Regions from separate parts of the Gossypium arboreum genome. Here region 1 is linked to region 2. A link is a contact called in public Hi-C data. All regions are on one chromosome and are shown on one strand. Each heading gives the region's core, a stretch centred on a gene start, on an enhancer-like site or on the middle of the called end of the contact. The rest is flanking DNA. Distances are from core to core; before and after follow the strand shown. Region 1 has its middle 4.4 kb from the start of LOC128290538. Region 2 holds the start of LOC108484687 (glycerophosphodiester phosphodiesterase GDPD1, chloroplastic-like).

What was found. Hi-C and Micro-C count contacts between places; a contact is called where the count stands out from the background.
Region 1: a Hi-C map of leaf shows a contact between it and region 2, with 2.3 times the contacts expected there. The contact joins the enhancer-like site here to the promoter of LOC108484687 in region 2. A contact is called at or near these places in 2 of 5 Hi-C or Micro-C datasets (both in leaf).

Annotation. Positions count from the first base shown.
Region 1 is chr3:9,506,781-9,513,558 of ASM2569848v2, reverse strand. No RefSeq gene overlaps it. Among protein-coding and RNA genes, the nearest start is that of LOC128290538, 4.4 kb to the left of the region's middle. Within about 2 kb of position 4,863, at least 1 of the 2 cell types and tissues checked has an H3K27ac peak or open chromatin away from gene starts, as enhancers often do. A contact at or near this core is called in leaf, where this site is marked.
Region 2 is chr3:9,386,850-9,393,129 of ASM2569848v2, reverse strand. It overlaps LOC108484687 (glycerophosphodiester phosphodiesterase GDPD1, chloroplastic-like), which reads left to right and starts at 3,507. Exons shown (of 8, transcript XM_017788569.2): 1 at 3,507-3,793; 2 at 3,881-4,065; 3 at 4,733-4,792; 4 at 4,884-4,964; 5 at 5,042-5,242; 6 at 5,347-5,442; 7 at 5,555-5,751; 8 at 5,824-6,280. The coding sequence starts at 3,691. The coding sequence ends at 6,061.

The DNA.
Region 1 (6,778 bases), core at 3,614-6,113, 120 kb before region 2:
ATAACGCATATACAGGTAAGTACTAAGGCTCGACGCGGCTCCACTCAAGGATAGCTCCTAAGGTTCACTATGTGTGGTTTAGATCTAGGAAAAGAGGTACCCGAACCAGCAGATTCCTCAATCCTCACTCATTATAGGCTCATATAGATCGAGTTCGGTTCGGGGGAATACATTTCCCTATGACCATGCGGAGATGAAAATCTCACGAAATCATAGGTACGGATGTACCCCGGAAGCAATCCACTAGCCCATGCGGAGGTGAAAACCTCACGAAAGCGTAGTTTCTTACTCCCACTTAGAAGGTGTGACCATAGTGGTCATGCAATAAAATGCAGTCCTATTATACAAGACCCGCACCAAAACAATCATAAAATGCAATCGAAAGATGCATGATTCTTAAAATATATTTTCGACTTTTGACAAAAGGATAATAAATAATCGATTTTCATGGCTCGACTCTCAAGTCCCTAGTGGAGTCGCCAAGCTGTCGAAACCATTTTTTAAAATATTTAAAAAAATAATTGATCGACTTTTTGGAAAGCGAAAATGGAGTCGCCACCGATCTTTTGTTTTGATGTGATCGGATCATCTAAGAATTTGGTTATTTTAATAAAACATTTTCGGTTTATTAAAACAACGACTCTGGTCTACGAAAATTTCAGAAGACGGGCTCGGGAGTCGGTTACGCATGAGGAAGGATTAGCACCCTCACTACGCCCAAAATTGGTACCAAATCGATTAAATACTGTCCTTATGTCTAAAATTAAAATGTTTTCGAAATGTGACTCTTTTTAATAAAAGTCGAATAATCCAAGTTGATTGTCAAAGATCTTTTTGTTTCGACGTCGAAAATTTATAATTTGAAATTAACAAGAGGATGCTCAATTATTTGGTCCAACGAAAAGTGAAACCCAAAGATAGTAGGGCACGATCCTCAATTTCCAAACATCGAATATTGTCTCCCTTTTAGAAAATACGAGTGAAATTCGAAAGAGATATTCGATTATTTTGAACAAACGGAGATTGCAACCCAGTACGATAGGGCACTATTCCCTGAATTGCCAAACATCGAACATTTTTTGTTTTAAAGAGTTTTTTTTTTTTAAAAAAACGTGAGTGAATTTCCGAAGGGATCTTCAATCGTTTTGAATAAATGAAAAACGTAACTCAAAGACAATAGGACTCGATTTTCAAATTGTCAAACATCGAACGTCGCCTTCGCTTTTGAAAAATTTTAATAAACATGAGTGAAAACCTAAAGGAATATTCGATTGTTTTGAACCAATGAGAAATCACAACCCAAAGACGATAGGGCATGATTCCCGAGTTATCAAACACCAATTATCGCCTTTGTTTTAAAAGATTTCCTTTTAGAAGATATGAATGAAATTTTGAAGGGATGCTCGATTATTTTGAGCAAACGCAAAATTGCAACCCAACACGTTAGGGCACGATTCTGCGAATTGCTAAATATCGAACTTCGTCTTCGTCTTAAAAATTTTTGAATGATTAATTATAAAGCTAGTTGAAGACATGTTAATTCGATTTGAAATAAAATGAAATTAACCATAAAATTCGGGTTTTTAGAGAACTACCTTTCAAAAATCAAATGAAACGATGATATGGGGGGTGAAGGCACATATGGTGATACGATGCTCATTGAATAAGAGTATCGATTAAATAGCAGAATAAGCAATTAATCTAAAAATTGTGACCTAATTTCGATCATGTATGAATAGTAATTAACAAGATGGATACCATGCAAGGAATGTATATGTATATGTATATAAAACAACCAATATAGTATATGCAAAACAAAATGGAATTTAGAAGTCAAGTGGTGTGAGATTAACAAACTCACGCTATATAAGTTGACAAGCTTGTATAAAAATTTGGAACACACATAACTATTGAAATAGATACTAGAAGATGAAAGTTTGAATTAAATCGTATGTGAAATGATTAAAACGCAAATTCATTTAAAAGTCGGCAAAGTATGATAATTTAGATAAAATATGATGCAAAATAATGCTAAAGAATGCACAAAATTAATTTATGAAGCATGTACATGGAAGTTTATAAAAAAGTGGCATGAGATTAATAATAAGACATAATTTCAAAATAGTCTAAGAGTTATACGATACCCTTATATCATAATATTTAGATAATAAGCTATATGTAAAACACAAAACAATATGATATATGAATACACTCAAAAATAATAATTTTATAAGTATTCAAAAGGAAGTTTCTAAGAATTATTTTGTGTATATAGAGAATATTTAATAAATCATAAAACGAAAAGTGTTTTAAAATAAGAAGTCTATTAGGGTAATAAACATATTAATATACAAATATGTGTGCCTAAAAGTAAGTACATACAAAAATAGATATAGAGTCAAAAGCCATTATGTATAAAATAGTTAATCATTATTATAATATATACATACATATAATAATATAAATGAAACAAATATTTAAAATGTATAAAACATGATGTTAACATGATAAAAATCTTCAAATAGCTGTACAAATAAACAAATGAGAATAAAAGGGTTATAAGCTAAAAGGATTTAATTAGAATCGATCCAAAACCAAAGAGATAATCTGAAAATAAAGTAATAAAAGAAAGGACCACTGCGCGATGCGCGCAAATGTATAGGGGCTCAATCTGGAAATATTCCAGGCTCTCAAAACGCCACGTTGGAGTACGGGCCAAATTGTAAACGCATTACCTAATTGCAGGGGCAATTTTAAGAAAATGAAACGCAAATATGATCTGATTGAACTGAGGCGCGAAAGGAGAGGGACCGATGTTGAAAATATCCCCTCACCGCGAAAACGCGCGGATCCCAGGGCTAAGAATCGGGTCGGATCGGGCATAAAGGGGGGGTGGCCTAGACGGTGTCGTTTTTACTCCTTTAAAAGGACTAAAATTAGTCAAATTCGACCGATCCTGCTTACCCCCCCTTTTCTTCTCATTCGACGAACCCTAGGTCCCCTCTCATCAAATGCCAAGCCGCCGTCGTAGATGACCAGCACCCTTAGGCTATGCGTGACCGCTTTGTGGCCTTGAAGTTTTCCTTAAATCTCCGATTTCGGTGAAGCGAAGGAGAACCGATGGCCTATTTTCAAGGTACGGTTTCATTTTCATTTCCTTTTTATTTAGACACTAAAAAGAAAGAAAATCAACGGGAATGGACAAGAATAAAGCGTAATAAACCCAGAAACTTAGGAACAGAAATCACCTTTTCCTTTTTTTTATCTATTGCTTCTGTATACGTGGGTTCGTAACCTTTACATTTACTGAGAACTATGGCTTTATAGCTGAAGGAAAAAAGAAACTGGAAACTAAATTAAAAATGCCATTTTCATTTGCTATTCTCATTGCTTTGTTCGTGTTTGTTGCCGCTTTGTTTGTCTTTTTGCGTGTAGAGCACGGGCCGTGAGTTGGCGCTGGGTATGGGTTCGTAGATCTGGGCGACGTGTGGCCGTGCATGTTGGCCCTTGCACGAGGGTATGGGTCTAGGCTAGAGCAGCATGGGGTGCAGAGGCTGCACAGAGGCCGAGGATGCCGAGGGTAAACATGTCTTGCTAGGACTTCATCTTGGTTTAGTGTTCGGGCCTATCGGCCTTGTAAATTTGGGCCAAGTTTTAAAATTGGGTTTGGGTCGATAGGGTTATTTAATGGACTGAGGTTCATTTGTTTATTTATTTATTGTATATTTGGGTTTCTAGTGGGCTCGGGCAAATTTGGCCCACTACACTGATTACAATTAATAATGACAAACGGCTTGACCTCCTCTCCCTTCATCGCTAGGAAAGATTCATGGCCTCAAGCAACCACCTAATTCTATTTGAAATGAAAAAGGAAAATACAATAAAATCTTGGGGTTATAAATTCTTCATTTCCCAAAAAACTGGTAGAGATATCAAACATCGGCTTATCTCTCACATTTATTTACCATAACATATTGTAGCACTTTTTTATGACATTTTTATAACAAGTAAATTATTTTTGCTCTTAACTTTAGAAATTGTTTAGGATTTAAACAAAATAAATTTTAGTTCTAACTTTATAAAATGAACATAAATTATTTTTATGATATAAATTTTTAAGCTTTACAATACAACTTTAGAAATTTTTTGTCATAACCATCTCAAGCACTCATATGTGTTTATGCTTAGAATATGATTTTTAGGGGTTAGTATTTGGCCATGTACTTTTTTTTTATTCCATAAACAGTCTTAAAAAATTGTTATGTGTCATCTCAAACACTCATATGTACTCATACTTATAATATAAATTAATATAATTACAATGATTATTCAAACATATAATTACAAGTAATTACACTTAAATTCAATTACTAGGTTGCTTTCCAAACAATGTCAACAATGAAATGTTGAGAGCTAATTTGCTAAGATTAAAAAAAATAAGCTGAGTCAATTTAAATAAATGTGTAAAGGTTGAGAGAAACATTTATTATTGTATATTAAATATAAAAAGAAAAACACGAAAATAAACATTTATGGGTATAATTTTAACCAATATATTATTTTACTCCTACATCTGAAATATAATACAAGAAGTAGTAGGATATTTTACCAAACGATATAATTGTATTGGTAGTGCATGATTATTGCATTGCATTATTAAATGGAGACGGACATACCCCTTATAATTGAAGCTGAGAATTGTGTGAGGGGATAGTCATAGATACTATAGTTTGATCGAAAAGGCGTTGGTCCACGATGGCCATAATTTGTGGTTGCTTTCCATTCCTAGGCTAGGCTGAAGCCACTTCAGCTGAGAATTGTGTGAGGGGATAGTCATAGATACTATAGTTTGATCGAAAAGGCGTTGGTCCACGATGGCCATAATTTGTGGTTGCTTTCCATTCCTAGGCTAGGCTGAAGCCACTTCAGCTCATCATTATTGGCATGCAGATAACGACACACATCATTCATTATTGGTTTGTGTGGTGGGGTGAAAACACTTGAACCACATCTTGACCTCCATTTCTTGGATTCAGGGGCTTATATCATGCATATTGCTGCCCCCCGCCCTCTCTTTTTTTGTCTTCATTTTCTTTTTTATATATATCCTTCCTCCTTTATTTGGATTTGCTCCATCTTAATTTGCCTAATTCATTTTTTATAGCTAATATCCTTCAATCATTCCCATAATCATTGCTATTAAAGTTGACTAATAAATAATACCTTTGTTTCCTGAACTAAACGTGAAAACTGAATCTTATTTTATTGGCAAATGGTATATACAAAAATAAAATAAAACCAAAGGCCTCAATAATCAACTATTAATATTTTTCAAAAATAAAATTCAATCAGGATGTAATTTCAAATATAAATATATATATATATATATATATTTTAAAATTACATCTTACAATTATATAAAAAATTACTATCAAAATGAATCATATTGAAAGTAGGTGTCCCACCCACAATTTATACAACAAGCTCAATCATTAAATCAATGGTTTAAAATGCTTTTTAACTTGTCCTCCTTTATCGTATTCTCTTTTTGGCTGCGGTATCGTGAGAAATAGAAACATTTTATGCATCACCAATTAGTGCTCATTAATTAATTGAAAGGGAAAATGAAGGTAATTTTAATAAGATTTCCAAATTAAAGTTGGGAGGAAGTCTCCATACTTTGAACTCTCCACTCCTCCCTTCACGTTAACAAAATGCTTGTTTCACCCTTTTTAAACACGAAATACAACATTGTATTAATTCAACCTTGAGAAGCCATCTATGAAGACATTATTATTTCTTGGTGAAATTAAGGGTGCTTTATTTTTTTGGAAAATGAAAAATAGCAAAAAACATGTTTTCGATAAAATATTTTGGAAAAATGAAAAAATTCAAAACAATTTCTTTTAAGTTTCATTTTAAACATTAAATTTACCGAATCCTGTTAGAAGCAATTTTTTATTTTTATAATCTTTAAATATTTTTATTTAATTGCATTTTATTTTACTATTGTAATACATTTTAAATAAATTATACTTTAATTTAAGCATTTAATTATTTTTTCATTTCTATTTACAAAAATACATACGAAATCCGTGTTAACTATTTTCAATTACTAAACATTTTTCAATTCTCAGAAAAATAAAAATAAAATTATTTTCTAGAAATAAAAATGAAAAATAGGAATGTTGTCTTAAAACCAAGCACACCCTAATTTCTGTACTTTATTAAATTTAGTCTTGTACTCCAAGTTTGTAAATCCATTTAAATAAAAAGTGAAATATGTTTACAAATCTCACATCAAATGTCATGTCATCTTAACAAATAAAATTTATATAAAATGTAAAAAGAATCCAGAAAATTCTTAAAAGTCCAGAAGATTCTATAACAAATCGAAAAGTTTATTAAAAATGATAAAATGCAAAAAGTGATTAAATTTTTAAATTTCTAATCAATTCTAAAGAATTCTAAAATTTTCTAAAATTATAAAAATTTTAAAAAGTATTTTATTCAATTATAAAACTAAAAATTTTTAAAATTAAAATTAACATTTTTAAAAAATAGTATGTTTATACTTTTCAGGTTTTTTTATAATTTTAACTTTTGAATTTAATAGAATATAATATAGATTCAAAAAAAATTATGAAGTTTTAGAATTTTTGAAAAATCCTAAAAAGAATATAAAAATCCAAAACTATTTCTAAAATTAAAATTTTTATATATATCGAAAATTCTAAAATTATAAAAAAATATTTCATACTAATGAAAATTTAAAATT
Region 2 (6,280 bases), core at 2,258-4,757:
AACATTTCTCAATTTCATAAAGGAAACTCTTGGCTTTAGTAATCTATTTAGATTCTGTGCCCCCTAAAGGCTTCTAGAATGTTCTATTTCATTATCATTAGACTCATGCGATTTTAACGATCCCACCTGGCAAAATCCCTCTTAACATCAGGGGTGTTTACCGCAGTAAAATGTGTAGGTTGTTCTTCCCTTAGTGCAAGGTCTATATCCATATAGCCAAGCATTATAAGTAAGAATCTTTTCCATTCCTTAAAATTAGTCCTATTAAGCATGGGTATAGAATTTATATTAGCAGATACTGTGGCAACAGAATATGAACTAGCTGAATATAGAAAAATAAAAACAAGCTTAAATCAATATTCATAAGTAAACAATAAATTCAAGATAGTGGCTAATCTCATCTCAAGATACCAAACACAATATTAATATCAAGTCTTTGGACAGTAATATTAACAGTAAGCAATACTTTTGTTGTAGCAATCAAATATTGACAATAAATTATGTCTAACAATTAATTAATCTTTAGACTAACTTATTGCTCACATAAAATACCTTATAATTGTCACACATTTATCACTATAGATGTCATTTGAAGTTCTGTCAAATATTAACTTACCTTTGAGTCAATTAATAAACGCATGAATCACAAAAACATATAATCATCTCGATAGTTTAAATAAACTAATCTACACAAAAGAGGTTACTTTGGCGGCATTTTGTTTTAACTAATATATTTAAAATATTATACATCATTAATTAAAACCAAAATCTGAATTTATTTGTTTCAAAATATTTATCTTAGTCTTATCTTTCAATCAAATGAAAAGATAATTGCGTGTGTATATATATGTATATATTTATTTATATACTTTTCCAAAACAATATGCATATATTATATATATAACCGAAACATGTATATGAACTAATCATGCATTTCATACATTGAATCAATCATAACATGCATATATTATAAATATATAAACGAAACATATATATCAATCAATTTCTATACTGTGAATTTTTTAACATTAAATTAAATGGCTTATATGGAAAAATAATAATAATAATAATTACATATGCGCAAACATGAACTGAAATTGAAACAAAACATGCAAATAGAAAATAAATAAATAAACAAACCGTCTTTATTTATTAATTGATAAACTAAAAGCATATTTCAAACCCTAATAATTGAATTCATCAATTAAAAAAATCCAAATTAAAGATTAAAATCAAAACCCTAAAATTTCATAAATCATTCAAAAAGAAAGAATATTAATTAATTCCTAATGATTCAATATAACGAGATTTTAATACCACTTGTTAGAATCATAAATTAATATATGATATAAAACTTAAGAAATCATAAAGCAAAATCATCATGTCAAATCATCAAGAATAATACAAGTATAAAACTAGATGCGAAGCGTATCTGAATTCATGGATCCCTTGAAATCTACAAATCTTGAGGATTTGATTTTCTAAATTAGCACACAAGAAATTTAGATAATATTTGATATCTCTTTCCTTCCTAATAATGGGATATTAAAAAAATATATATTGTATGTAATTTGAGGACCATAACCCTAATATTTATAACTTTGACATATTAGCCCTAATTCCTAATTAACACATCATTAATTAGAATTTGATTAGAACTTAATTACTATAGTATCTACACATATTTAACTCATACTTTATTTAATAATTAAAGCTCAATAAAACTTTAACCAAATTAGATCACTCTTAATTTAGGCTAATAGATAGTAAATAATAACATGTAATTATCTTTATTATATATGTGATGTCCATATTTTCCAACAATTTTTACCATGAACTTAGATTAATGATATTTGCTCAATTTTGATGCAGGTATATTTTTATCTTCAGTTCAAGTATTAAAATAAATTTTAAAAGATACAAATATCAAAGTAGACCTAATTATTAAGTTTATATGTCAAAAATCCTAATCAAAATAATATATAATTATTACATATTACCATACAAAACATAAGACTGTTTACTGTAAGAAAAATATATATCATATTAAATATTAGAATGGTGTAAATTTTTATATATTCTTTTTCACGTACGTTTTCAATCCCTTTAGTTCTTTTTAAATTTTCTTTACATATTACTCCTTATGATTTAGATCATTCCCTTAAATTCTGGTTCATCAATACCACATAATATGATATTCTGTGTTTTAGAATTTTCAGTAGCAATCTTCTCTTCTTCACTAGTCCATGTAGCTTCAGACTTTTATATTTTAACTCCCTCGACATTTGTAGTTGGTGTCTTCAAATTTGTCATGATAGAACATTATGTTTTCTCATCTATAAACTTGATGAAAATTCTCATCCTGACTTTTCAATAGGCATAGTTGAATCTATTCAATTTTGTGAGTGAAAATCAAGTGGGATCAAATTTACTATGTCAAATGTCTTAACTCTATTACCAAATTGAAAAAAAAAAAACAATTAATCTTTGTGAGCAGATACAGGAATAACTATTAAACAAGTTGCAACTTAACCAAGTGATTGTGGAAGACCAACAAACAAACACTGGAAATTAATTACAAAGTTGATCTTATGTCATTTTAGCCTTCCTCCTTTTTATTGGTCATTGGAGACTGTTCACTTGAACTATAGCATCCTAGCATTACCGATGTACTAGAGAAACTGCTGGTCGATGAACTTAATCTAGGGCAAGACTTTAGTTTGGATACTTATGTCTAGTCAAGAATCTGATGAACATGCGTTGTTTGCTTTGGGTTTTCTTGAGATTGTTTTTGTTTGTTTTCAGTGTTGTTTTCGTAGTCACGTTCTTCACTAATTGGTTTGGAGCCACAGCATAAAACATTTACCAGCCCTGTATCCATACAAAAAAAGAATCACAATTCTAGCTAGTTTAATCTATTTACGTATGAGCAGATTTGAAAATTTCTGGAAGGTTAATGAAATTCAGGAAGGCACTTTTCATGGACGAAAATTCTGAATCAAAATAATAGATTATTAAAATATTTATTTTATGTATTGTATAGATTGTCCTTCCAATTCCACAGCCTTCTACAATTTTCTTCTTCTTTCCTGGTAAAAAAAAAAAAATGAGATCCCCGCAAAGCCCACACGTAATATATTTAACTATACAATAATTAATTAATATAATTTACTCATCATTAATATAATTAATATAGTTATATATAAAATGCTCTCATAATTTCAATGTTGTAAGCTAACAATAATACGATTTTTCTTTTATTATGATAAAATTAATTATCAATATATTCACTTAATAAAGGAATAATTTCTTTATCTATTAATTTTTTTACTATGTTTATCAACAAGTGAAACTATAATAAGTAATATAACTAACGGATAACCAAAAATAGAAGAAAAGAAAAAAATGGTAAAAATGTAAACGACCGTGATTTTCTCCTGTCCTCCACCTACGGAATATTCCATCTTAAGTTTCAAGTGTGCTCCCTCTAAAATAAATCTATAAAATAAATGGCCAAATATTCCAAAGAGATGAAAAAGGTTTCTGGAGTCGGTTTAAATTCTCCACTTCCCATCTTTGTTTTTCATGTGATCTTGTTAAACAGTTCCTATGCCTGTTTCCACCGTCACCTGACCCCTTTCTTAAATTCAATGAATCTTAGCCAATTCATTAGAAAAGAATAGACAAGATATGGCCATGGCTCTCAAAGCGGTTCATGTTTGTGATGTGCCTAATCTTGATCAAGTCCCTGAGAATGCTGCATTAGCACTCTGCTCAACTCGTTTCCGAGCAGGTAAAGTTGTTGAATTTTCAATCTCCACCCTACCTTTCTTTTCTTTTTAGCTTAAAAGATCTTGTTTTAATGGGGGTATATGAATAGGTGTTAATGATGATAAAATATGCGAATGCAACATTCCCAAGTTTCTAGTAGTGGGTCACAGAGGGAACGGAATGAACATGTTGCAATCGCCTGATCCCAGAATGAAATCCATCAAAGAGAATTCTATTCTTTCTTTCAATGAGGCGGCTAAGTTTCCTATCGATTTCATTGAATTTGACGTTCAGGTGAGCCTACCATCTCTCTCCTCCCTTTCACCAAACATAGCGTATCCCGGTATAAAACCGGCGGCATGCCCCGCAATTAAACTAACTTCCACGTTTCTCTCAAATCCGCCGATGGTTTTTGAGAGAGAGAGAGCAAACATTTGTCTTTCAGTATTATTTACCCTTTCTTAGAACTTCCTTTTCTTCCTTTTCCCTTTTTTTTTTTAATTGTTGTTATTATTATTATCTACCCTACCAAACTAAGAAAAAAAGCGGTGAGGTTCTGTCTCTATTCGCCGCGAAATTGATAACTAGTTTTAATGGGGACTCGTAATGTCGATCTGGATGAGGTTGTTGTCTCATGCCCGGTAGGTCGTCAGGTGGCCCGGCCAACCCCACAATGAAAGAGATCCCACTTGCAACCCTGTTTAGCTGGTCTAAACCTTAATCTTTGATGTCTAATTCATTTTTTGTTTCATTCAGCATTCATTGTCGATTTAGTTATGAATCTGCTTTTTGTTGGGGCACTGATTGGTTTACCTTTGTTTTCTTTGAATTGCCATCTTTGGTGGTGTTTTTCTTTTTCTTTTCTTTTTTTTCTCTTTAAAAAAAAAAAACCTACATGGATGAACAAAGAACCTTTAGACGGATCTTGTAAACAAATACCAAAAAAACCTATTTGTTGTAGGTGACGAAAGATGACTACCCTGTCATTTACCATGACAACTTCATCCTCCATGAAGAAAAGGTTAGCTATTTTCACCTTTCCTCTCATAGTTTTGCATGATTCATACCCTACAATTGGTTAAGTTGCTAAATATTTTGGGTGTCAATTCCAGGGTGCCATTGTTGAGAACAGAGTTACAGAACTTGCTTTGGCTGAATTTCTTTCCTATGGACCTCAGAAACACCCTGGAAGTGTAATAATCTTTGATCTTTCTCTTTTGATCGACCATGTTCTTTTTTTGGTCTTTTGATTGACTAGTTTGCAATTCAGGAGGGAAAACCGCTTTACAGGAAAACAAAAGATGGAAGGTTCTTCGAGTGGAAGGTTGAAAAAGATGCTCCTTTGTGTACACTTGAAGAGGCTTTCCATAATGTCGATCAATCGGTGGGCTTTAATGTTGAATTGAAGTTTGATGATTTTATTGTTTATAAGGAAGAGGAACTCACACGTATACTTAAAGCTATCTTGAAGGTAAATGCTTGTTTTAGCCTTCAAGTGGTGGGGAACTCGAGACATTTTAATATTTACATTATGGTTTTTAACTAATGGATGCGGCTTCTAAAATTCATGACCAGGTGGTGTTTGAGAATGCAAAGGGCAGACAAATCTTGTTTTCTAGCTTTCAACCTGATGCAGCCCGGTTGATTAGAAAATTACAGAGCACATATCCCGTAAATGCAGATTTTCCGGTTCCAATTGATCTTGGTTTGCCAACACTGACATCTAAGCACATACATTGTTGATTGAGGCTTTTTCTTTTTTTTTTTTTAATATTGATATCAGGTATATTTTCTCACCAATGGGGGAAGTGAAATTTACACAGACGTAAGGAGGAATTCCTTGGAGGAGGCTATTAAGCTCAGCCTTGAAAATGGCTTGCAGGGGATCGTATCCGAAGTCAAAGCAGTGTTTAGAAATCCTGGAGCGGTTGGAAGAATCAAAGAATCAAAGCTTTCCCTCATGACCTACGGTCAATTAAAGTAAATTAAAACAGTTGTTAAAGCATTATTTGTTTCGAATTGTATTCGCCTAATCCGTGCATTGTTTTGCAGTAATGTCCCGGAGGTTGTATACATGCAACATCTAATGGGTGTTGAGGGAGTTATTGTGGACCTGGTTAAGGAGATTAGTGAGTCAGTATCAGATTTAACCCATTCAAAGGAGGGAGAAGAGAAAAGCTTGTATGGGGAGGAGGATGGGAAGAAGGAAGTGAAAGCAAAGCCACAATTTTCCAAGGATGAACTCTCCTTCCTATTGAAGCTAATACCAGAGCTGATGATTCAGGCTTGATTTAAGCATAACTAATATTTGGATACCCTCAAAAGTAGAAAGAATATATGATGCAGAGAGTTGTGTTCCCATGTAAACTGTTGCTGGTTGTTCATTAGACAAAAAAAGAATAAGAAAAAAAAGAACCTCATAGCTTATGTTCGTGAAGTTGGAGATCTTGTAACATCAAAGACGGTGGTTATGCTTCTTTTCTTTTATAATTACACAAGAAAACGAATT